Regions from separate parts of the Mus musculus genome. Here all the other regions are linked to region 3. Evidence: chromatin contacts called from public capture Hi-C and promoter capture Hi-C data. All regions are on one chromosome and are shown on one strand. Each heading gives the region's core, a stretch centred on a gene start, on an enhancer-like site or on the middle of the called end of the contact. The rest is flanking DNA. Distances are from core to core; before and after follow the strand shown.

What was found. Capture Hi-C pulls out chosen DNA fragments and counts their contacts.
Region 1: a capture Hi-C map of bone marrow-derived macrophages shows a contact between it and region 3, with 4 times the contacts expected there. The contact joins two enhancer-like sites. A contact is called at or near these places in 3 of 9 other capture datasets (adipose tissue, bone marrow-derived macrophages and liver).
Region 2: a promoter capture Hi-C map of adipose tissue shows a contact between it and region 3. The contact joins two enhancer-like sites. A contact is called at or near these places in 2 of 484 Hi-C or Micro-C datasets (bone marrow-derived macrophages and nephron progenitors), 1 of 115 datasets of contacts at active chromatin or transcription factors (microglia) and 2 of 9 other capture datasets (adipose tissue and liver).
Region 4: a contact with region 3 is called in a promoter capture Hi-C map of adipose tissue. The contact joins two enhancer-like sites. A contact is called at or near these places in 1 of 15 datasets of contacts at CTCF or cohesin (the NIH/3T3 cell line), 2 of 484 Hi-C or Micro-C datasets (bone marrow-derived macrophages and nephron progenitors), 1 of 115 datasets of contacts at active chromatin or transcription factors (microglia) and 2 of 9 other capture datasets (adipose tissue and liver).

The regions. Positions count from the first base shown.
Region 1 is chr7:97,206,431-97,212,637 of GRCm38.p6, forward strand. All of the region lies in intron 1 of Gab2 (growth factor receptor bound protein 2-associated protein 2), which reads left to right. Among named protein-coding and RNA genes, the nearest start is that of Usp35, 120 kb to the right of the region's middle. Within about 2 kb of position 4,876, at least 105 of the 459 cell types and tissues checked have an H3K27ac peak or open chromatin away from gene starts, as enhancers often do. A contact at or near this core is called in adipose tissue and bone marrow-derived macrophages, where this site is marked.
Region 2 is chr7:97,245,468-97,252,053 of GRCm38.p6, forward strand. The region is part of intron 2 of Gab2 (growth factor receptor bound protein 2-associated protein 2); the gene reads left to right. Among named protein-coding and RNA genes, the nearest start is that of Usp35, 83 kb to the right of the region's middle. Within about 2 kb of position 2,379, at least 52 of the 459 cell types and tissues checked have an H3K27ac peak or open chromatin away from gene starts, as enhancers often do. A contact at or near this core is called in adipose tissue, where this site is marked.
Region 3 is chr7:97,022,863-97,029,500 of GRCm38.p6, forward strand. It overlaps Nars2 (asparaginyl-tRNA synthetase 2 (mitochondrial)(putative)), which reads left to right. Exons shown (of 14, transcript NM_153591.4): 7 at 756-888. Among named protein-coding and RNA genes, the nearest start is that of Gab2, 56 kb to the right of the region's middle. Within about 2 kb of position 4,124, at least 30 of the 459 cell types and tissues checked have an H3K27ac peak or open chromatin away from gene starts, as enhancers often do. A contact at or near this core is called in adipose tissue and bone marrow-derived macrophages, where this site is marked.
Region 4 is chr7:97,265,773-97,272,065 of GRCm38.p6, forward strand. Gab2 (growth factor receptor bound protein 2-associated protein 2) reads left to right here. Exons shown (of 10, transcript NM_010248.2): 3 at 6,030-6,270. Among named protein-coding and RNA genes, the nearest start is that of Usp35, 63 kb to the right of the region's middle. Within about 2 kb of position 4,424, at least 50 of the 459 cell types and tissues checked have an H3K27ac peak or open chromatin away from gene starts, as enhancers often do. A contact at or near this core is called in adipose tissue and bone marrow-derived macrophages, where this site is marked.

The DNA.
Region 1 (6,207 bases), core at 3,626-6,125, 180 kb after region 3:
TCACTGACTTTACTACCCATAACTTCCTGGAGTATCAAGAGTCAGTTTGACTCAATATCTTTGCTTGAAAATTTCTCCCTGTAACTTTTTTTTCTTCAACTGGTGAAATGTTCTGTCCTTTAAACTCCACCCCTTGGGGAGTTTAAAGGGACTCTGAGAACCCACAAATTTTGCACCAACTTGTATATAATGAGTTACATCACATATTGTACCTGCCTGTCCTTTCTGAAGACCATAAGATCTTAAAGAGCCTGGCACTAATTGGTTTTAATAGATGTGGCAAACTGGTAGAAGAAATGAAAAAGAAGATTTTTATAGGTGAGAAGACAACAATGAGAAAAAGTTTAAATGAGAATATAGCTACCTAAGCCAAGGTAGAGACTTAGCACAAGAGTAAACTTGATTTAGGACTCACATTTCATCAGGAGTGATTTCTTTTTCCTTTTTATCACCGTTGTCATTTTATTCTAGTACATTTATTACTATGTTATTGCTATTATTTTACATATGGATAAGACAAAGTTCTCTTTTGTCTCCATAATACCCTATCTTCTTTTTTTTTTAAATTAGGTATTTTCTTCATTTACATTTCAAATGCTATCCCAAAAGTCCTCCATACCCTCCCCACCCCCCGACTTCCCTACCCACCCACTCCCACTTCTTGGCCCTGGCGTTCCCCTGTACTGAGGCATATAAAGTTTGCAAGACCAATGGTCCTCTCTTCCCAATGATGGCCGACTAGGCCATCTTCTGCTACATACACAGCTAGAGACATGAGCTCTGGGGGTACTGGTTAGTTCATATTGTTGTTCCACCTATAGGGTTGCAGATCCCTTTAGCTCCTTGGGTACTTTCTCTAGCTCCTCCATTGGGGACCCGGTTTTCCATCCAATAGCTGACTGTGAGCATCTACTTTTGTGTTTTCGAGGCACCAGCATAGCCTCACAAGAGACAGCTATATCAGCACCCTTTCAGCAAAATCTTGCTGGTGTATGCAATGGTGTCAGCGTTTGGAGGCTGATTATGGGATGGATCCCCGGATATGGCAGTCTCTAGATGGTCCATCCTTTCGTCTCAGCTCCAAACTTTGTCTCTGTAACTCCTTCCATGGGTGTTTTGTTCCCAATTCTAAGAAGGGGCAAAGTGTCCACACTTTGGTCTTCATTCCTCTTGAGTTTCATATGTTTTGCAAATTGTATCTTGTATCTTGGGTATTCTAAGTTTCTGGGCTAATATCCACTTATCAGTGAGTACATATGATGTGAGTTCTTTTGTGATTGGGTTACCTCACTCAGGATGATACCCTCCCCTATCTTCTTTTTATTTAATTTTTAATTAATTATTTATTTACATTCCAAATGCTGCCCCCTCTCTGTTCCCCCTCCCAGAGTTCTTCACCCCATTCCCCCTCCCCTTTGCCTCTGAGAGGGTGCTCTCCTCTCTCATCATCCCCCTTCCCAGGAGCATCAAGTCCCTACAGGATTAGGAACATCCTGTCCCACTGAGGCCACATATGTGCCAGGGACCTTGGACCAGCCAGTTTATGCTCTTCGGTTGGTGGCTTAGTCTCTGGGAGCCCCCAGGGGTCTGGGTTAGTTTACCCTGTTGGTCTTCCTATGGAGTTACCATCCCCTTCAGCTCCTTCAATCCTTCCCCTAACTCTTCCTTAGGGGTCCCCAACCTCAATCCAATGGTTAGCTTTAAATATCTGCGTCTGTCTCAGTCAGCTTCTAGTAGAGCCTCTCAGAAGCCAACCATGGCAGGCTCCTGTCTTTAAGCACAGCATAGCATCAGTATCAGTGTTTGGTGCCCACCCATGGGATGGATTCCAAGTTGGGCCAGTGGCTAGACTGCCTTTCCTACAGTCTCTTCCCCATTTTTGTCCCTGTCTTTCTTTTAGACAGGAATAATTCTGGGTCAAAAATTTTGAAGGTGGGTTGGTCACCCCATCCCTCCACTGGGGGCCCTGTCTCTCCACTGGGGTGGTCTCTTCAGGTTTCACCTCCCCACTGTTGGGCAATTTTGACTAAGGTTACTGTCTTTGAGTCCTGGAAGCCTTTCACATGCCAGGTCTCTTGGACTTTTCTAGAGGTTTTCCCCACACCCAGAAGCTGCTTATTTCCATTCATTCTCCTGGCCCTGTGAGCTTCTCTCCTGTTTCCCCCCCATACCTGATTCTGCACCCCTTTCCCCCTCCCTCTTCCTCCCTGCTCCCTCACTCCTTCTGCCTACTGGCCCACCCCATCTCCACCTCTATCCCCTATGTAACTTAGTCTAACTGAATGTCAGATTATCCTCTTTCCTGGTTCTTCACCACAGCTGGCACAAGATTTATCTTTGAACTTTGCTCTCCCTGGATTGAACATTCCTAGGTTCCAAACAGCAATCCTTGAATTCCAGGCCTAAATCATCAGAACCCTCTGTGCACTGACAGAGCTTCAGTTAACATATAAATAGTGTTAGAGTTGGATCTTGATACCTCTGATCATGTTTGGTTGTGTATTCATTGCTGAGCCAGCCACTGTGGCTCACTGGGAGTTCTTCCCATGCTTTATGCTCTACCCACTACAACCTGTAATTAGTATGCTAAATATAGAAGGTGAGCTTTTCCTGGATGTCCATTGTGTTTCTGGTGTCTGTGCAGTACTACCTCACCCTCATCTGTCTGAGAGCTTTGGCTTTATTCACTTTTCCTGTTTTTACCAACAGAAAAACAGATATTCTCTCCTTTTGTTCCTTTAGTAAGGCTATCACTAGAGAGTTATCTAGTACACTATGAGTTCTAAGTACTGTGCTAAATGCTAAGATAAAAAGAGCCCTGACCTCAATGTAACAGTCTTGTGATTAGATAAGGCTCATTCTGTGTTCATCTAGAGCTGAAAGAATCTTCCTAATAAATAAGTCAGGACTCAGTAACTATATTGCCTTCTCTGGGAGGTTTCACGTTTCATGTGTCATTAAACTTTGTGCTAAGAGCTAAAGCCTGAATTCTAGTGCTGCTATTGTCTTCTGCCATCAGTTAACTACAAACCTGAATATTTTCTGTAAACTCTCTGGCTAGTCAGGCTCTTTCTTGGGCTCTTACTAGACCTTTGGGACAAGAAGGTCTGAGGCTATGATACTTGCTAGTTGTATACTCTCTGAGGATTTTTCTTTCATCTGTGAAGGGGGTTGTGTTTACCTTCACTCACTGGTTTAGGAATTAAATGTGATAGGAGACATATCTGTCATAGCATGTTGCAGGAGCTCAGGTAATACGTACTTTGATTTCCTCAAAGTAAGTTTGAAGTTCTTGGGGTCTAGAGCAGTTCAAATATTCCTAGAAGAAACATAGCTACAGAGCTCTTCCTCCTCCAGGAATGTGCTCTCTCCATGCTTCTACTGGGTATAATGGGACAGAAGTCTGGCCTAATGTACTTCACACTGAAATAAATTAGGATATAATTGTATTAAGAAGTCAGATTAAATCTTCTACCTGTAGTTACTTGGGAGTCTGGGGGATGAGAGTAGATTTAGAGTTGGTAATGGTGATTTTTTTTTTTAAAGAAAGCAAGGGGAGTTTTAAAAATAAAGTACTTGTTTGTGTTCTACCTAATAGAGTTGGAGTATTGATAATGTAGTAGACTCAGGTTTTAATAACCCTCCCTTGACAGGAATCTCCTGGCTTATTGGCAGTTTTTGGTTTTACCTTCATCAGAAAGAGGGAAGTTAAAAGGACACACCCATTTCTAGAAGTTATGCAAAACTCTTTTCCAAGAAATGCCTTGCCCCTTCTACAGCTTTAGCCACAGAATCTGGAGAAAGATGATTGGAGGCACTGAGAAAATTTTAGTCATCAGAGAAGAATTCTGTTATCTGTTGTACCTAAGCCATGACAGAAGATTGTGGAGTTTTAGAAATACTTTCAACTGCCAAAGAAGAAAGTAATAGAAGGTACTGCCTAGCTTGGCTATTTAGAAGAACACATCTCTCACTTCTAAGAATCTAAGTAATCTAGTTAAATAAGATATCATGATATCAGGTTGCCTTAGTGAACACCATGTGAGGCTCCCTAGGTTGGAAGAGACTTTGGTCTCTCACCCATTTGTTACACTCATCCTCCTACAGCACCCTCTACCTTTTCTTCATAGCCTTTCTACCTTATCCTAATCCCTGATTTAGCAAACAGCTGAACCACACACTTTGGGAACAGTTTGGTGAATTCAAGCTAGATGTTTGCTTATAAATTGTAATGTTCATGCTACTATAGATTTGATAGTTGTAAGAAAGACTATATGCCCTAAAATGTTTACTGTCAGCCCTTTACAGGAAACTTTAATGATAAGTATTGTACCCTAGGCTGTCTCTTTTTCAGAATTTTTAGTATTAAAGATTCTCTAATTTTCATAGAGCATCTAAGAAAATCCTTAGTAATTCAAGAAGAATCGTTTTATTTAGTATAATACTTAAGGCAGAACAAAAGAGTCTAGAATTTTAGAAGTACTTTCAGTTTTCAGGGCTGAAGCTAAAAGGATCTTCAGAAAGTTCCTTTTTCCTTAAAAGACAATTTACCTATAAGAACTAGCCTAGTTCAACTTGATTATGTAGACTAACCTAAAACAAACCAGGTTCTTGTCCCATATGTAAAGCAGCCTTTATGTTTAGAACCCATATTCATGACCCCAGGGAATCTCCCTGGAGACTGATATGGTAGAATTTTATAAGCTCTTCACCACCAACAAAATACTTATAATGTGATTTAGTCATCGTAAGTCTCAGTGGAGGCTTATTTTATTTTTCTGGTTGCCAAAGAGCAATAGAAGGAAGTCATGACCTTGTTCTGTGCGCACTTACAGACCTAACCTAAAGGACAGACAGGATCACATGAGATGTACTCTGCTCAACGGCAGGAGTGATGCAACTTCCAGGTCATATGTTCCCACATTCGTGTCTCTGTGGTCTGGGTAATTGTGAAATGGTTTGTTTTCTAACTAGATTTGGGTACAAAAGGAAAACAGTCACTTCTGTTTCATCAGAGCAAATGGTAATCTCTACTTGATTCTAGACATAAATTTGACTTTGTTTTGACTTTTTAGACAGTATACTCTTACGTTAGGAACTTCTTTATGTCCCATTATAAGTAAGTAAGATGTACTGTCTCTTCCTCTCTGACTTGATTATTACTATTCTATTTATTTATTTTATGTATTTTGATGAGTTTTGACTTTGATGTTTTGTTTTTGAGGCAAGATCTCACTCTGGTACACAAACTAATGATTCTGCTGCCACATTATTCTCCTTTAGATTGCCATTTTCTCTGACCATAGAAAGCTATAGCAACAGCTTCCTAAATAGTTTTTGTTGTTGTTGTTGTTGTTGTTGTTATTCGCTAGTTCACCTTCCTCATTGCTAGATGAGCACTAGTTAACATTTTAACAAATAGCCACAGAGCACTAGTTAACATTTCTCTACTGCTATGCACTTTGCAGCAACTCCCATTACCAATAAAGATACAGCTTCTAAGGGTGGTTCTGAAGGCCTCACAGGACCCCTAAGTTCTTCCTTTCCTCCTTTCCACATCCAACTTACCAAATTTCCAAACCTCTCTTGTCTTTTTTCCAATGCCCAGGCCTGGTTCATACCATGTGACCTTTTTAAAGCAAAGCCTTTTTCCTTTCTTTATAGCTTTCCTTGTAATAGTCATTTTACTCATTTCTCTCTCCTTTTTCTCTCCCCATTTTCCTCCTTTCTCTCCCTCTCTCCTCTTTGTTTCTCCCTCTCTGTTCCTGTTTCAGTGATATGCTAAGAAACTGTGGCTCTTTTTATGATACATCTAAAGCTCTGCTTCATCGTTTAGGGCTATATATTAATGTCTTATCTTCCTGCAACTTTATAAATATTTTAAGTTGTTTAAAAGGAATGTTTCCATCATGCCTCTCTTCTTTAAACCACATAGCATAGAGCATGGTTCATCGTTGTTTCCACTGAATACTTTTTTAAAAACTTGATTTCTTTTTCAGAGCTGAGGACTGAACCCAGGGCCTTGTACCTGCTAGGCAAGCGTTCTACATTAAGCTAAATCCCCAACCCCCAAAACTTAATTTTTCATAAGACAAAAATTTCCACCTATTTACCCTTTTTTATTTGTAAGGGTAAATCTATGTATGTGTGAATGCACATGTGCACAAAAGTACCCAAATGGGCCAGGAGAAAGTGTCAAGTCCATCC
Region 2 (6,586 bases), core at 1,129-3,628, 220 kb after region 3:
AAAACCTGAAGGACCAAGCCAGACCAGGAGTAAAACTGAGTCTAAATATTCACACAGATTGGAGAAGACATCAGCTTCCTGACAAAGAGCTTCTTCCAAAAGGAAACACAGGCTAATGCGCCAGAAAGAAAAGAACAAAAAAATGCCAAAAAGATTTCATCTCATATATGTGGGACCCATTTTTGTTTTGTGTTTATATACAAAATTAAGACTCTCCCTCCCTCTAGGAATCAAAATGACTTTCAAAACTTAACATAAAAAAGCAGATAACTGCTCTGAGCTGTGTTTACCAATAGACATGTCTGGGTCCTCGCATTGGTGGCCAGGCACAGGCAGCTGTCCCTGACCAGATGTACCATGTACAAAAAGAACCAGCTTTCAGCTGAAAAAACTTGGATGAATTATTCATGTGCTGAGCAATCAGCCAGTGTTAGGAAAGCTCTCACCCTTTGAATTCTGAAATCTGAGGTCTGCTTTGCTTTTTTTTTTTCTTTTTCTTTTTTTTTCCAAATTTTTATTAGGTATTTACTTCATTTACATCTCAAATGCTATCCCAAAAGTCCCCTATACCCTCCTTCCCCACCCCTGCTCCCCTACCCACCCACTCCCACTTCTTGGCCCTGGTGTTTCCCCTGTACTGGGGCATATAAAGTTTGCAAGACTGATGGGCCTCTCTTCCCAATGATGGCCGACTAGGCCATCTTCTGCTACATATGCAGCTAGAGACACGAGCTCTGGGGGTACTGGTTAGTTCTTATTGTTGTTCTTCCTATAGGGTTGCAGACCCCTTCAGCTCCTTGGGTACTTTCTCTAGCTCCTCCATTGGGGGTCCTGTGTTCTATCCAATAGCTGACTGTGAGCATCCACTTCTGTGTTTGTCAGGCACTGGCATAGCCTCCTCCCCCCTTCACTTTTCAGTTGCTGCACAGGACCCACAGAGCCACTATGGAATCTGGCAGGTCATCTGTGCTGAAACCCAGGGTTTCTGCTTATTTGCAGTTTGACACCAAATAAGTAACTTTTTACCTCTTATGGTTTTATCATCTGGAAAATGGAAATGATTCATCATGGGGTTGTTGGAGAGGTTATACCAGATCACACAGGAAACATCAGGAAAATGTGTAGGAACAGTGGCTGCCAAGTGCTTCTTTCCATATAGTGAGGACGGTGGTGTAAAAGTAAAGATGTTCTTTGTATCTATAAAACAAGATAAACAGGATGTGATTTAAATATCTACCATTTTTAGAAAGCTTTCCTGTCAGCAAACCCTTCTGTAGTCTCATTTGAAACAAAAATGAAGTGACAAGGGGCAACTGACGTTATTTCTGTTGCACAAGGAGGAACAGGGAGATTTTGGAACAGAGACCTAAAAGCAGAGGTGCTGGGGCTAAGTCCCAAGGCTTTTACGCATCCTCAGACTATGTTTGCTAACTCCTCATTTGTTCTAACTCTTCACAGGCAAGTCTGGCATAGCTGCTTCTAAGTCACAAAATAGCCAGCCAGAAGGAAGAGCAGCAGGACGTTTATAAATCACTGACAACTGATTATTTTATAAGTGTAGTGATATTATAAAAGTGGCCTCTGACAGCTAAATTAGCAAACTAACATGGTCTGTCTCCAACTAGCCAGCAAGCCACTATGAATGAATTGGAGCTCAGGGAGTTTAGCTCACCAAAGTCCTATTTTGTAACTGGTAAAGATTTAGAAATAGGGCCAAAGCCTCTTCTATATTCTCTCCATGGAATTAGCTTTTCCTTTATCCTTTACCCCTTGGCAAGAGTTTTGTGACAATAGTTAGCCTAATTCTGTGGAATGAAATCCCAGAGTTCTAGATGTTTTCTTCTTCCACCTTTTCTCTACTAAAAAATATTTGATGAGGCTGCTCCCCAAAATCTGTTTTATAAATATTTAAGCTTCCAGTAATCCTTGAGTTTCCTATCTCTCTAGCAGACTATTTCAAGCCTTGGTTTTCATCTGGGGTCAGACAACACTCATAGGAATGCTTTGAGGAAATATGCAGCATCCTATGGAAGAATGTCAGTGGGGGGTCTTCAAACAGCTCATCCGTCTCTAGACCACCTATTCCTGCTAGACAGCAGAAAGAGCTGTGGGAGAGCTGCTGTCCACACAGATGCCTTCTGACAACCTTGTCCTCCCCTGCCACCCCATGATGAAAGTGGGTAGGAGAGTGAAAAATTAGGATAGAATAAGGCAGGGGAGAAATATTTCCCTTCTCATATGCCTGAGAGGCCTTTTCTTCCCTGTTCCCTCTCCCACCTTTTGGTGTTGTTTCTCTGAACTTAGATTCACAGCTTCTCTTGGGACCCTTCTTGGAAGCTGAGAGCCAGTGTGGGAGGCAAGAAGCAGAATCTCCCCAGACTACAACCCAGCTGTTGAGGAGCAAAGCAAAGAACAGGGTGGAGACTGACTCAAGCCCCAGGCCAGAGGTGGAGGCTGCTTTCTGAATCACCCACCCTTTTTTTTTTCCACTGAGACAATGAGGAAAATAAACATCCAGACCAGTTTCCAGCCAGCTCTGAAATTCCTGTTCCCTTTAAAAAAAAAAAAAAGTGTTATTACGAGCAGTTCTGAAGAATTAGATCTCCTTCATTATTATTATTTGTTTTTGTTGTTTGCAACTTGGTCTAGTCACCCAAAAAAAAAACAGGTCTTGAATTGAATATGAGCTACATAAATCTTCATAGAACTCTCTGTAGCCCTGACCTTCAGGAAAGTCCAGACTCTGGAGGAGGAAAAGGTGACTGGGAAAAACATGACCCCTTTCTCCATTCTAAGACTTGATCCGTCTTCCTGTTCTGTCTATTTATACGAGACACTCCCCCTCACCTCCCTAGCCAACCAGCATAGATTAAGTCTAGTGTTACCTGCCAAAACCCACAGACTGGGGAGTAGGAGCAGTCTGGTCCTGAGTTCTCAACTTTGGAAAGCTCGCAGATGTGTCTTGAGACTCCCGGCACCCACCCCTCCTGTTTTGTTGCTGTTCATGGATGACTTCCGATTACCCATTGTGAAGAAAGGTAGTAGTGATTTGTTGAAATTACCAGAGTACATTCCAAAATTCTGTATAACTTCAATTTTGGACTTATAATAATGGTAGAACTAGAATTTTGTGTTTAGTGGAAGAGGCGTTTGTATTAAAAGGTTGTCTTAGATCCCTGAAAATCTTAAGTCTGATTAAATATCCAGTCATAGTTATTCTTTTTTAATTAGATATTTTTTATTTACATTTCAAATGTCCCCTTTCCTAGTTTCCCCTCTGAGAATCCCCTATCCTCTCCCCCCACCCAATCCCCTGCTCCCCAACCTACCCACTCCTGCTTCCTGGCCCAGGTATGCCCCTATACTGGGACAAAGAACCTTTACAGGACCAAGGGCCTCTCTTCCCATTGATGACCGACTAGGCCATCCTCTGCTACATATGCAGTTAGAGCCACGAGTCCCTCCGTCTGTTTTATTTGATTAGTGGTTTAGTCCCAGGGAGCTCTGAGGTTACTGATTAGTTCATATTGTTGTTCCTCCTAGGGGGCTGCAAACACCTTCAGCTCCTTGGGTACTTTTCTTTAGCTCCTTCATTGGGGACCTTGTGCTCCATCTAATGGATGGCTGTGAGCATCCACTTCTGTATTTGTCAGGCACTGGCAGAGCCCCTCAGGAGACAGCTATATCAGGTTCCTGTCAGCAAGCTCTTGTTGGCATCTGCAATAGTGTCTGGGTTTAGTGGTTGTTTATGGGATGGATCCCCAGGTGGGGCAGTCCCTGGATGGTCATTCCTTCAGTCTCTGCTCCAAACTTTATCTCTGTTATTCTTAAGATGCTGAATGCTACAAAGCCTATAGATATAGTCATTTCTCCAAGATCTAAATTGAGAGACAAAGTCTCAATTTTAGATTTCAACTTTGTTACTTATTCAATGTGTAGATCTTATGAGATCTTCAACATTAAACTTGAAGTAATTTTAAACATTGGGTTTTTTTAATTACTTTTTTTACACTCCATATTTTATTCCCTCCCCCAGTCTACCCTCTGACTGTTCCACATCCCCTACCTCCTCCCTACCCCCTGTCTCCACGTGGATGTCCCCACCCCCCACCCTGCCTGACCTCTAAACTCCCTGGAACCTCCAGTCTCTTGGGGTTAGGTGCATCATCTCTGAATGAACACAGACCCGGAAGTCCTCTGCTTTATGTGTTGGGGGGACTCATATCATGTGGTGTATGTTGTGTGTTTGGTAGTCCAGTGTTTGAGAGTTCTCAGGGGTCCAGATTAACTGAGACTGCTAGTCCTCCTATGGGGTCACCCTCCTACTCAGCTTCTTTCAGCCTTCCCTAATTCAACAACAGGGGTCAGCAGCTTCTGTTCATTGGTTAGGTGCAAATATCTGCATCTGACTCTTTCAGCTGCTTGTTGGGTCTTTCAGAGAGCAATCATGATAGATCCCTTTTTGTGAGCACTGCATAGCATCAGGAATAGTGTCAGGCCTTGGAACCTCCCCTTGAGCTGGATTCCACTTTGGGCCTTCTTTTCCTCAGGCTCCTCTCCATTTCCATCCCTGTAATTCTTCCAGACAGGCACAATTATGGGTCAGAGATGTGACTGTGAGATGGCAACCCCATCCCTCACTTGATGTCCTGTCTTCCTGCTGCAGGTGGGCTCTATAAGTTCCTCTCCCTACTGTCAGGCATTTCATCTAAGGTCCCTCCCTTTGAGTTCTGAGAGTCTCTTACCTCCCAGGTCTCTGGTGCATTCTGGAGGGTCCTGTTTTCCAAGGTTGCCTGTTCCCATTCTTTCTGCTTTTCCTCAGGGCTTCAGTCCTTTTACCTCACCCAATACCAGATCAGGTTTCCCTCTCCCTCAGACTCCCCCTACCCATTCACTTTCCCTCCCAGGTCCCTTCCTCCCTCCCCACTTGTGATTGCTTTCTTCTCCCTCCCAAGTGGGACTGAGGTATCCTCACTTGGACACTTCAACTTGTTGACCTTTTTGAGTTCTGTGGACTGAGTTTCGGGTATTCTGTACTTATCCACTTCTTAGTGAGTGCATACCATGCATGTCCTTTTGGGTCTGAGTTACCTCGCTCAGGATATTTTCTAGTTCCATCCATTTGCCTGCAAAACTCAGGATGTCCTCATTCTTAATAGCTGAGTAGTATTCCATTGTGTAAATGAACCACATTTTCTGTATCCATTCTTCTGTCATGAGACATCTAGGTTGTTTCCAGCTTCTGGTATCACAATTAAGGCTGCTATGAACATAAATGCAATCTTAAATCTTAATACCTGAAAGGGAAGAAGAAGATTACAAGTTGAACAAGACCTAAATGTTTTTCTCCCATGCTTTTCTGTAGAGGCTTGAACACAGTGTGAAAATACTGGCTGTGGTAGATACCGCAAAACATGGACCTCTAGGCCAGTATTAAATTAAGAAAAATTTAATCAGTTAACAACAAAATTTTAAAAATGAGGAAAATATAGTTGGTTTTATAAAACTAAGTGTGACCCAATTTTAGAAATTAATTTTATTCACTAGAACCTCTCTGTATATGTAAAATGACAATCCTACTAAATGATACTTTTCTCAGTTAACACCATTAAAAATGGCAGTCTCATTTTTGTTTTTTTTTGGGTTTTTTTTGGTTTTGGTTTTGGTTTTGGTTTTGGTTTTGGTTTTTTTGAGACAGGGTTTCTCTGTATAACTCTGGCTGTCCTGGAACTCACTTTGTAGAGCAGGCTGGCCTCGAACTCAGAAATCCGCCTGCCTCTGCCTCCCAAGTGCTGGGATTAAAAGCATGAACCACCATGCCCGGGGGCAGCCTCATTTTTAAATGACCATTTCTAAAAGTACACAGATGAAAACCAGAGGCTATGATTTAATACAAGACTAGAATAGGAGCATTTGGAATTCATGATTTGGAGGTACTGCTATGTGTCAAGCCCCTCTGGTCTCCATTTCTGCTTCTACAAACATGCCCCAGACCTCTGAACTCCACCATCAAATTCAGCATATGCACATATCACTCTAGCATGATATCTATGCTATGGGGGATCCTTCACCCCTTTGGTAAGTTCTGGCCCTGTTCCTCTGTTCTAGTTAGGATCAACCCTGGGATTTTGGCCTCATTTTCTTTGCCCTGTTAACCTTTTTGCAGTCTTCAATCTCACCTCAAATGGACCTGTCCAGTTTTTAATTTGGTTCTTCTCATAGATCAGAGTCTTTCCAGACATTAAGTCATTGCCCAAGGCCTCACTGCCCACTGGGAGGTGTCTGGGTTTCCAGTGGTCTGTCCACCTGAATTTCTGAAGAAAATCTGCTTCTGCTTCTGCTTCTGCTTCTGCTTCCCCTGGACACGTTTCCTCTTCCTCTTGGACTCTGCAGCCACAGTTTTAAGCGATGCCTCAGTTTCTGTTCTGTTTACTCAGTCAGCCTATACCATGGAGGCTTTTTTGTTGTCTCAGCCAAACTTCCTTTGTAACCCTTATCTTTGTTTGGGTTTGAGACATATACCTGAGGCTGGTCTGCCTCTGACTTTCAAGTGCTGGGATTGTAGTCCACACTTCGCTTGGACTCT
Region 3 (6,638 bases), core at 2,874-5,373:
TCCCATCCTGTGCTGGGTAAGACCATTAATGTCTTTTTTCCCAAAGTGCTTGCATAGCACCATTTAGTACTATTAAAACTAGTTAGCAGGAAATTTTCAAGTCAGTTCCAGCTTGATTTCTGTGTCATTGCAACTGAGGTGTGCTATGTCTTTGTCAAAAGATCTTATAGATTAATTATGGTAGACAACCAAGAGCACTGTATTTTGGGGGCCTTTTAGGCCTCCTTGATCAGCAGCTCATAGGCATGCTATGCCTGGTACTGAGATTTTAGTTCAACAATCTATATCTGCCGAGTGTGTTACATGGTAATGACATCCTTTTCGTGACTTTAAAAATAAGTTGAGCAAACCTTATCCACATGAAATTCTAGTTTTCATTGTTCTTAATTCTGTTTCTTGGGTTGTGCTGTTTTTCTCTTACTTTGTTCTTGATTGCTTTGAAATGTAGTTGCCTGCTGTTTAAGGCAGCTGCAGTAGAGTGCACCCAGGAGTGGTTATATTTCTATATTTAGAAAACCATAGGGTTTATAAAGCAGTTGCAGATTCCTTTGGGATAAAATGGTTTCTATAAATGTAACATTTTTAATGAAACTATTATTATCCTCCATTAGAGAAATAGAGCAATGAGCAATGTGTGTGTTTGTGGGTTCAGCTTAGATGGAAAACATTTTTTTTCCTTAGGAGCTAAGGGTATTTTAAATACTTACAATGAATCATGTGTATTCTATTTTTGTGTTCTTAATCTTGAATTGCAGAGCTTTTACCCAAGTATTTACCTTTGGTCCAACATTCCGAGCTGAGAATTCTCAGAGCCGGAGACACCTGGCTGAATTTTATATGGTTGAAGCGGAGATTTCTTTTGTTGAAAGCCTTCAGGATCTCATGCAGGTAGGTATACAGTTTGTCATTTCCAGGAATCTGACATTGTAGTACTTCTGCATTATAGAGATTTATGGGGTGGAGAAAATAGGAATCCATTTAATTAGTATACCTTAATTTCTACTTCACAGAGCAGTTGAAATCAGGCAGAGGTGTGTGTGTGTGTGTGTGTGTGTGTGTGTGTGTGTATCTGACTGATAACTTACTAATTACTCAGAAAAAATTAACTGTTACTATTTTAAATTCTATCAGTAATATTTGGGTAGTCTCTTAGTTTGGATTTATAATGTTCAATTTAATTTAACATAATTTAAAAATAATGAACTGTTAGCTTTACTTTCTACTCATTGTATGTCTTAAACTCCTATTCACCCAGTAAATGAGCATTTTAAACCATAGGCACTAGGGTAGGATAGAGCCATGACTTTATGGCCACATCCTTTTCTCTTAAACTTTGTGACAGAGTTATTGCCATCAGAGTTCTTTTCTTATCTTTTTTTTTAAAAGTCGCATGTAAGAGGTAGAGACAAAGAGACAGACAGACAAAAATATTGAGAAAGAATGAGCATGAATACCCAAGCAGAGCAGAGATCGTGGATCCCCTTGGAGCTTGAGTTACAGGCAGTTATAATCTACCCATCATGGGCGCTGGGACCTGAACTTGGATCTTCAGTAAATAACATCTGAGCCATCTCTCCATCCCAGGTTTTTGTTTAAGATTTGATTTGATTTGATTTGATTTGATTTGATTTGATTTGATTTGATTTGATTTGATTTTAAATGTATGAGTGTTTTACCTGCAGAAGCCAGAATGGGGTATTAGAGCTGCTAGAACTAGAGTTGCAGACAGTTGTGAGCCACCTTGTGAGTGCCAAGAATCAAACCCAGGCAAGTGGTCTCACCTACTTAGACATCTCTCCAGCCCCTGCTGGCAAATGTTTCTATTACTATTGTTATATATATATATATATATTTCCCCCCCCCCCCCAGAGACAGGGTTTCTCTGTGTAGCCCTGGCTGTCCAGAAACTCACTCTGTAGACCAGGCTGGCCTCGAACTCAGAAATCCACCTGCCTCTGCCTCCCAAGTGCTGGGATTAAAGGCTTGCGCCACCACCACCTGGCTATTATATCTTTTTTTTAAAGTCCACTTGTTATCCCCATCCCGATTCGCCCTCTGACAGTTCCTCCTCCCCTGTCTCCAAGAGGATGTCTCCACCCTTCATCTACCCCATCAGACCACTGCACTACCTGGGGCCTTAGGTCTATCCAGGGTTAGGTGCATCTTCTCTCACTGAGGCCAGACCAAGCCATCCTCTGCTGTGCATGTGTTGGGGCCTCATATCGGATAATGTATGCTACCTGGTTAGTGGCTCAGTGTCTAAGAGATCTTGGGAGTCCAGGTTAGTTGAGACTGCTGGTCTTTCTATGGGGTCGCCTTCTTCCTCAGCTTCTTCCAGCCTTTCCCTAATTCAACCACAGCAGTCCCCAGCTTCTGTCCATTGGTTGGGTGTAAATATCTGCATCTGACTCTTTTAGCTGCTTGTTGGGCCTCTCAGAGAACAGCCATGCTAGGCTCCTATCTGTAAGCACATACATCAATAATAGTATCAGGTCTTGGAGCCTCTCCTTGAGCTGGATCCTAAGTTGGGTCAGTCACTGGACCTCCTTTTCCTCAGTCTCTTCTCCATTTTTGTCCCTGTAGTTCTTTCAGACAGGAATAATTATGGGTCAGAATTTTTGACTGTGGGATGGGAACCCTGTGCCTCCACTTGATGCCCTGTCTTCTACTGGAGGTGGACTATACAAGTTCCCTCTCCCCACTATTGGGCATTTCATCTAAGGTCCTTCCCTTTGAGGCCTGAGAGTCCTTCCAGGTCTATGGCATATTCTAGAGCCCGCCCCCCCCTCCTCCTACCTCCTAAGGTTGCCTGTTTCCATTCTTTCTGCTGGCCCTCAGGGCTTCAACCCTATTCTCCACCTGCCCCTCAATACCTGATCATGTTCCCCTCTTTCCCTTCCTGCCCCCTCTGCTACCCAGGTCCCTCCCTCCCTCTGCCCACTGTGATTTCTTTCCTTCTCCCTTCCCAAGTAGGATCGAGATGTCCTCACTCGGGCCCTTCGGATTTGTTAACTAACCTTCTTGAGTTCTGTAGACTGAATCCTGAGGATTCTGTACTTTTTTTTTTTTTTTTTTTTTGGCTAATATCCACTTCTTAGTGAGAACATACCATGCATGTTCTTTTGGGTCGGAGTTACCTCGCTCAGTATGATATTTTCTAGATTTGCCTGCAAAACTCATGATGTCCTTGTTCTTAATAGCTGAATAGTATTACATTGTGTAAAAGAACCACATTATCTTTATCCATTCTTCCATTGTGGGACATCTGCATTGTTTCCAGTTTCTGGCTATCACAAATAAGGCTGCTTTGAACATGGTGAAACACGTGCCCCTCTGGCGTGGTGGGGCATCTTTTGGGTATATGTCCAGGGGTGGTATTGCTGGGTCTTCAGATAAATCTATTTCCAGTTTTCTGAGGAACCTCCAGGAATGCTCTTGAGCACACTGCCTGTAAGGAAAAGATCAAAGCAGTGAGGAGAGGGCAACGTTGAACTTTGATACATCAACAGAGATGGCTTCGTTTTCCATGAAGACATCAGAAGCTAGAAAAACTTTTCCTTCTGTGTACAGGAGGGAGGTTTTTTGTGCTTTCCTCTATCACCCAGGTATTTGACGTCGTTAGCTAGCCTTAAAGAAACATACCCTTGAGTAAGGCAGTGCCTTTGGGCTGGCAGTTCCTGAAGAGTCAGTCTGTCAGCAACTAACATTGCCAGATAATGTATTTGGCCATGCATTGTAATGCCTTCCACTGCTTATGTAGGTCAGTATCACTCATGGGACATTTCTGCTTATCCCTTCAAGGAGTAGGTGGTGATGGGTAGAGTAGTTACTGCCAGTATGTAATGGCTAAAGCCAAAGATGGTTTTCAAGGCCTTATCACTCACAAAATGTATTCTCTTCCCCTGAGGAATTATCTAGTTCAAAATGCTAGTAATGTCTCTGGAATAACCCTGGTGCTGACTATGTGGAGTTAAACTCTGAGCCTTAAAGAACGGTATGCATTCCTTAAACAGCTTTATCTGAGCCCACCACCCAGTGTTATTTTTCTTCACTTAGATACTGAGAGCACTGTGAGGAAAGGAACCACTCTCAGACTTCCCCATATCTGCCTCTACCCTATTTCCACTGCCTCAACATAGACACCAAAGGGAAAGGTTATGAAGATTAATATGTAAATTGTTAGACACATGACAAGATTGCAAAATACTTTCATTTCCTCAAGTTTTTTTCATAAGAACATTGAGAAATGGATAAGTAAGTACCACTGTGGTGAATGTAAACAGAATGCAGGTCCGCTTTCATACACTGGGTAAAGGTAATTGCTGCCACGCCTGATGACTTAAGTGTGATGCCTGGGACACATGGCAGAAGAGGAGAGCTGACCTTCACAGTAGTACTGTGGCATCACAAAATTAATCCACAAATGTAGCACTGGCGTTGGAGATGGTTCTGTGGTTACGGACAATGGCTGCTCTTCTAGAGGACTCCCAGCACCCATGCAACAGCTCCCAACCATCTTTAAGTACAGTTCTAGGGGATCTGATGTTCTAGGGGTTATGGTTTCTACAGGCACCAGGTACACACATGGGCACAGTCATACATACAAGCAAAGCATACATATAAAATAAAAAGTAAATCATTTTCAAAATGTAATAAAATTTAAAACATACTTGAACGTATCATTACTCCATTCTATTTTCTCTCGTTCATTCGTCCTCTGTTGTTAGAGTTGTTTATAGATATTTTAGCTGATGGATTTTTAAGCATTACTCAAGAATAATGTGAACCATAACAGCAGTCATTTTATCACCACCCTAAGATATTCTTGCTGGTATTATTATATATATATTTATATGCATATGTGTATATATATATTATAAGTTTATATATAAAATAATACCAGCGATATATATATATATATGTGTGTGTGTGTATGTATGTATATATGTGTAATATGTATATGTATGTGTGGCTGTATATATGTGTGTGTATGTATGTGTATATATATATATATACACACACACATATACATATACATATACACACACATATACATATACATACATACATATATATATATATATATATATATATATATATATATATATATATCAAAATAAGTCTGGGAGTAATAAACAAGGTCAGATGACCCAAGAGAGATGAGCCATTGTGTGTCTAGTGGCTTCGGATGAGGAGACAACTCTTCTGACATTATGAAAAACACACTGGTTTCCTATGACAGTTTTGATTTATGTCTGTTTTCTTAGTATCACATTCATGTAAACTATAAGTTTTCAGGCATATATCCACTACAGTCAAAATATGGGACAGTTTTGCTCTTACAAAACAGCTCCGACTTATTGCTGCCTTGCATTCTAATTCCTCCCACTGTCAACTGCTCATCTTCTCTGTCTCTCTTGAGTAATTTGCCCTTTGCAGACTGTAATGTGGACATTCTTGTGTCCATATCTGACTGTCTTCTGCCGCTTAGTATACTATATATCAGACTCTCCTGTTGTCTGGGTAGTTCCCTGACACAGGCTCACCACAGTCATTTACCATTCCTACTGAAGAACATTTGTATTAGTTCAGTCTTGGAAAGCAATGAAAAAAGTTTCTATAAACCTTCCAGTGCAGGTTCTGTGAGAACATAGTTTTCATCTCTCTTGGGTGAGGTCCAAGGAGTGAAGAGGTGAGATCTAAGGTTGATGTTTAGTTTTTTTCAGGAATCTGTCTGGTTTACAGGGTAACTACACTGTGTTACATTCCTGCAAGCAATATGCTATGATTTTATTTTGTATTTCCCCAGTATATCTTGAGGGTTTCTGTGTTAAACATCTTGTCATCTGCCTAGCAGCTATGAATTTCTAGTCTTGGTCAAGTTGCTTGTTTTCTTGTTGTTGAACTTTGATTGTTTTGGTTTTTTGAGATGGCATCACTGTGTAGCCCTGGGTGGCCTTGGACTCAGGCATTCTGCCCCTCCACCCCCTGAATTCTGGGAAGATACGCACCTCCACACCTGAACCTTTGTTGTTGAGCATTGAGACTTCTTCATTTTCAAATATGTATCCTTTTTCAGATACATAATTTGAAAATATTTCTCCTAGTGTTGGCAGTTTGTCTTTCCACTCTTTTAGCAATATCATTCACAGAGAAAGGGTTTTAGCTATGGTAAACATGAATTTGCCATTTTAGACTTGGAAATGATAGCACAAATACATAGTCCTTGACTTGAGAGGCAGAGGCAGAAGGGTTATAAGATCCAGGCTAGTGTAAGCTACAAAGTGAGACTGATTCAAAAAGACAAAACAAGAATTACCATAAAAAGTAAATCTTAAAGACCCTGTCTTATATTTTAAAATTAAAAATAAAAAGAACACCACCCATTTGAGCAGTTTCCTTCATAATTACACAAGAAGACCTCTGACTGATTTTGTGAGTCTTGGTGCTGACTCATGCAGTCGGTGACAGCCAAGCACTGGGATTGGGTAAGGATGCGGTGTCAGCACCAGCAAGATGGCTCAGCGTGGATAAAGCTTTTGCCCATGTAGTCCTGATGGACTTCAAGCCCAGGAAGCCTCGGAGGAAATGGAGAGCCAGCTTGTGAAAGTCGTCCTCTGCCCTCTGCCATGGACCGC
Region 4 (6,293 bases), core at 3,174-5,673, 240 kb after region 3:
TTTCCAGCTGCACCTCAATATCTGTGTACTTAAATGTTTATATTGACCCCTAAATTAATCTCGATAGCTCCCAGCCATGATCTCAAATACTGCATATTATTATTTACCTGGTTCTTTGGGCTTCAGATGTTTTTTCTCATGGTGTCTTCTCAGACCCTTTCCTCATTGCTCATCTCTTCATCCTCATCTCAGACCTGAAACTGCCCCTACCTCTCCTCCTGCTGGCTGGTGGAAGCTTCTACCCTAGTCTCTCTTCTGCCTAACCATTGGGTGATCAGCATTTATTGAAAAGGCAAAGAATAAATGGTAAGAACTATTTACACAAATTTGAAACAGGAGATTCTTGGTATAAAGCATTACAATACCATATCCAGCTTAAAACAAGATGGGGGGGCAGAAAATCAGCATTTTAATAACACAAGGGTAAACTTTACACAGTGTACAACAACATTATGCCTACACATACATGTAAAACATACTCCACTTACCAAAGGCAAGCCAGCTATAGTGAACAAAGCAGGAAAGTACAAAACCCAAGCTGGCTGGTGTCCTGCCTGCAGCTGACAGGAGAGTGAAGGTGGCACCTCCAGAGCTCCCTCTTCTGAGGCCCAGGGCTGCAGGGACACTGTGCCTTCTGTGTCTAGAATGAGAAAGCCTTATTCCAGGAAGCTGGATTTGATTTATTATTATTATCACCCCATCCTGTACATAGACAAGCTTGGGAGCCATGTGATTGTTTTGGAGACTTTTGCGGGGCTTGTTGTTGCTATGTGTTCACACACATGAACACTTTGTAATTAACTGCCTTTTATATTTGAGGTTTTTTTAACATAGTTCTAGCATTTCTCCCTTCTCTTTCCTTCCTCCAAATCCTCCCATATCATCCTCTTTGCTGTCTTTCCAAGTCATAGCCTCTTTTTCTTCATTAATTGCTGTTTTACACCTGTCTGCAAGCATAATAGTATTGTTAATATTTGTCAGGGATTGGTTCTTGCCCATGGGATATGTTCCAATTTGGGGCAGTCATTAGTTGGCTATTCCCTGCGGCTGTGCTTCATCTTGATCCCTGCATATCTTGTAGGCAGGACTCATTTTAGGTTGAAGGTTTTGTGGATGGGTTGCTGTCTTTATCCCTGTACTAGAAGTCCTGGCTGGCTAGAGGAGGTGGCCACTTCAGGCTCTATATCTCCCACTGCTGGGAGTCTCAGCTAGAGTCACTGCCATAGACTCCCTGGAGCCTCCCCCATCCCTGGACTCTGGCACATCCTAGAGATGCCCCCATCCTGCCTGCTGCCGATTTCTATTCTTTTTCCCCTGATCTCCCTGCATGTATGTGATCCCCAAACCCCATTCCCCTTCCCATCACCTCTCCCACATAGTTGCCTCCATCCATTCACTTTCAATGTCTATTTTATCTTCCCTTCTGAGTAAAATTCAAGTATCTTTCCTTCGCCCTCCTTGTTATTTAGCTTCTTGGGCCTATGGATTGTAGCATAGGTATCCTCTACCTTATGGCTAATATCCGCTTACAAGTGAGAACTTACCATGCATGTTCTTTTAGGTCTGGGTTACCTCACTCAGGATGACTTTTTCTAGTCCCATTCATTTGACTACAAATTTCATGTTCTTGTTTTTAATAGCTGAGTAGTATTTCATTGTGTCAATGAACCACATTATCTTTATCCATTCTTCACTTGAGGGACATCTGGATTGTTTCCAGTTTCTGGATATTACAAATAAAGCTGCTATCAACATAGTTGAGTAAGTGTCCTTGTAGTATGTTGGAGCATCTTTTCAGTATATGCCCAGGAGTGGTATAGCTGAATCTTGAGGTAGAACTATTCCCAGTTTTCTGAGAAACTGGAGAATTGATTTCTAGAGTGGTTGTACAAGTTTGCACGCCCACCAGCAATGGAAGAGTATTCGCTTTGCTCCACATCCTTGCCAGCATGTGCTTTCCCCTGAGTCTTTTATCTTAGCCATTCTGATGGGTGTAAGATGGAATCTCAGAGTCATTTTAATTTGTATTTCCCTAATGACTAAAGATGTTGAACATTTCTTTAAGTGTTTCTCAGCTATTAGAGATTCCTCTGTTGAGAAAACTCTGTTTAGTACCCCATTTTTAATGGAGTTATTTGGTTTATTCATGTTTAACTTCTTGAATTCTTTGTATATTTTGAATATTAGTTCTCTGTCTGATGTAGAGTGAGTAAAGATCTTTTTTATTTACTCAGTATGCTCATTAAACAAATGTGTATTGAGTATGCTGCGATAGGTATGTGTATTGGAGATACAGAGACAATTGGATCATATGTCATTTACTAGCAACATGTAAGATTGCTTGTCAAGATTGTCTCTCTCAGGCTTGTGAGAAGATTCAGCAGGTAAAAATCACTTGATGCTAGGTTTAACAGCCATATTTCACACATACCCCAGATCCATGTGGTAGAAAGAGAAACAACTCCCAGAAGCCAAGCACCAGGAAGTAGTTACATAAATTCAGACAAGAGATATTTTGTTGATGGTTTTTTTTTAAAATCTCACTATGTAGAGATCCACTATATGTAGGCACCTCTACTCTCCTTATGTACACTGTGGTATACATATCTAGTCACCAATACAAACATAGTTAAATAAATAGCAAATAAAAGCAATAAAGATTATATGTCTCTTCCAATTCCCTGTGTTGAGTTATGAACAAGGACACTGAGATTCTGAGAGGCAAAATCACTTTAAAAGTAAATACACTGGGTCACTCAACTGACTTTGGGTCTGTGCTTAAGGCAAGGGTGGGCTGCAGAAATAAAGATAATCATACCTTTTATCTGTACACCAGACTGATAATTTATTGCAGGTGTGAGGGGAGCACTGAATGATAAGACAAAGGTTATGATAAAAGGTTAAGATTAAAAAGAAAAGGCTCAAGCCGGGCGGGTGGTGTCGCACACCTTTAATCCCAGCACTCGGGAGGCAGAGGCAGGCGGATTTCTGAGTTCAAGGCCAGCCTGGTCTACAAAGTGAGTTCCAGGACAGTCAAGGCTATACAGAGAAACCCTGTCTCGAAAAACCAAACCAAAAAAAGAAAAAGAAAAAAAAAAGAAAAGGCTCATTGTCAAACCAGGAACCTTTATTTTGAAGGCAATAAGAAATCAGTAACTGTAACTGAAGAAATAGTGCTTTATTATCTTATAATAATAATACAAGAGACTGGTATAATTCTGAAAACCCTCTGAAGTGCAAAGAGAATTGGTAAGAAATACTGTGGAAAAAGTGAACAAGAAGATAGTTTTCAAAAGAGACAGAGCTCTGTAAGACATCTGAAGGAGAACAGGAAGCCATTGTTAAGTGTACAATGGCAGACTGGCATGAATGTTGAGAAGCCAGGGAAATCAGAGAGTGACTAGGTTTCTGCCTTTGACAACTGATGGGAAAGGTATTGATGCGCTTCCCTGAGACAGAAAGTGTTGGACAAAGGAGCTGGCTTAGATTCTGAGCTTAACTAGCTGATGGGATATAAAGGAAGAGGCCAGCAGGTAAGGGGTGATGTACAGTAGAAAGCTCTGGAAGGACTGAGCTAGAGATTGAAGTTTTAGAGTTATCATCATTTGAGTGGCATTTAAAGCTTAAGCTTAATAATAGGCAATATGCCTCCAGAGAAAGGCTTTATGGCCAGAGGGAAGTTATAGGAAAGTCTAAAACTAGAGTCTGAGGAATTAAGAGATAGGCAAAGCAAGAAGGAGCCAGAAAGTCAACTGAGAGTATAGAACCTCATCAAAGGGTTTCTTTTTACACCTCCCCTGTGTCTTCTCAGACAGAGCTTATGTTCCTCCCCTGGTGCCATGACTACTCCGTCCTTAGTATAAACCCTCTTTCATCCACCACTGGAGAGTTCATTTTGCAAATCTAATGGAATAATAAGTGCATTGATTCTGTTAACAAACATCCAGGTCACTATGAGACCTGTTATAGGAATTCATTTTGAAGATCAATACAGCTATCATGGAACAGTTTCTCCCTAGAGACTCATTGACTTTCTCTCTTCTGTCCTTTCCAGTGCTAGGAGTGACTAGAGTGTAATTAGTACTGTACATCATGAATAAGCTGGTAATCCTGCCTCGGGCCATGTGGATAGTACAGCCTGAAATAGGTCAGAAAACAGTAGCTAAAGAACCTTATCTCTTCTGATAGGATTTGAATGACTCTAGAAAGCCATCATCTCCCAAAATATTCCTCCCTACCTAGCATATTATCTGAACTTATATCTTTATACCTTTATTTCTTGAGAATATAAGTTTCATGGTTGGAATTTTAAAATGTCAAATGTTTTATTTATGTAATCATGGACTAAGAACCCCCTATGTGGGACTATATTAGGTACATGCTAGGACTGTGTAGTAATAATCTCACTGACACGGTTCTCAGAAACCAAGTGCAAGGAAGCAGAATGACCATAGGTATAAACAAAGCATAAGCTGAAACCTGTCAGCTCCAAGAAAGAAAAAAAAGCATTCAGAAAGGTATTTGTGGGAATGTAATATCTGCATAGGATCTTGAAATCTTCATATGAGCTTGCTAGAAGTAGAGAAGGAATCCAGTTTGTAGGAACAGCATAAGGAGAAAGAATCAAAGAATTACTCCCAACCCCCAAATAGGCAGCTATGCTCAGGGGCTGATGATGCTTCCATCTGCTTTGCTTATGTGTGGAGAGAAAGCAGGAAGTAGGTCAGACTAAGGAAATGTGGACTAAGCTTAGAGAGCCAGCCAAATGAATAATGCTTTGGGCTGGGGTGTAGTACTCTAAACCTTTATCTGTCCTTAAATACCTCACTTCCTTTCTAATACAACAGAGGAGAGTTTGAGATAAGAAGAAAAAAAGAAAGGCCAGTGGAAAGAGAACAAAGCTGCCCTAGAAGATATGGAAGAGTACCAGGATGACCAAGGGTCTAGTCTGAAGGGACAGCTCTGCTTTTGTTTGTGTTTTTATCATTATTGCACAAAGGCATAGTTTTGGACCTTAATCAGTGAGTCTTTAGTAAGCAGTGTCTCATTTAGTGGAGCCAGAAGCTTTGAGGGAGGTAATAACTGCAGGAACCTGCCATACCCTAAATGGCTTCTTAGTCCTGGAAACCTTGACTGTGGTGACAAGAGAACAAAGAAAGGACAGCCAGCCAAGCATGATGGTGTACAACTGTAATCCCAGGATTAAAGTTCAGGAGGCAGAGGCAGGCAGATCTCTGAGTTAGACTAACTTGTCTACATATGAATTCCAGGCCACCAAGAAACAACATACAGACATATAGAAAAGCTAGAATCTTGGACTGTGCTTTCTGTTGAACACCTGCAAACCAGAAACCCAGCTCTGTTTGTTATGTATAACACAGGAGAAGACCTTACCTAGTCTGAGTAGGAGGGCTCTGTAGGGAAAAAGACTTAGTTTGCAGACATTCAGGAAGGGGAAGTTGAGGTTTCTAGTTTTTGTATATACACAGTGCTCACGTATTCTTAAACACTGTTACCTAGACCAGAGGAAGGTCTTGCCATGCCTCTGAGCCTCACTCAAGGAAGGCTCATGAGTCAGAGTCACTGAGGTTCTTGACAAGGCCATGGGCATGTCAACAGTATACATTCACTCCAATCTTCATCTGCTCCCAACAGGAGCCACCTACAGGAAGGAAGCATGGTGCTCACCCATCCAGAGTCTAGTCTTGTCACTCTAAGGGTCACTCTGGGATTGGATAGGCAAACCCCCTGGGTAGAGCAGATCAGGTCTAGGTTATGATAACCTGGCCTTCAGACTTCTCCTAAGCTTTTCAGAGGTGTAACTCATCTCCCATTCAGCCAAGATGGCCACAATGCCCAACCTGCCTCCCTGGGAAGACAGAGGTAATGAGTGTCTGAGGGAAAGAATGTGGCAGCCATATTACTGTCTCTTATCCAAATACTTTTTTTCTCTCTCTGACAACTGTCTTTAAGACAAGGACACTTTCCCTACTTTATTTCACTCACAAAGCCCTTTCTTCTTTTCACAGACTCCCTGAGGAACCTTTCTTCAGCCAGTCATGGTCCCCGCTCTTCTCCAGCTGAGTTCAGCTCCAGTCAGCACCTGCTCCGAGAACGGAAGTCCTCAGCCCCTTCACACTCTAGCCAGCCTACTTTATTCACGTTTGAGCCCCCTGTGTCAAGCCACATGCAGCCTACCTTGTCCACCAGTGCACCTCAGGAGTATCTCTACTTGCACCAGTGCATAAGCAGAAGGACAGAAAATGCAAGGTAGGAGACTGCCATGGCCACCA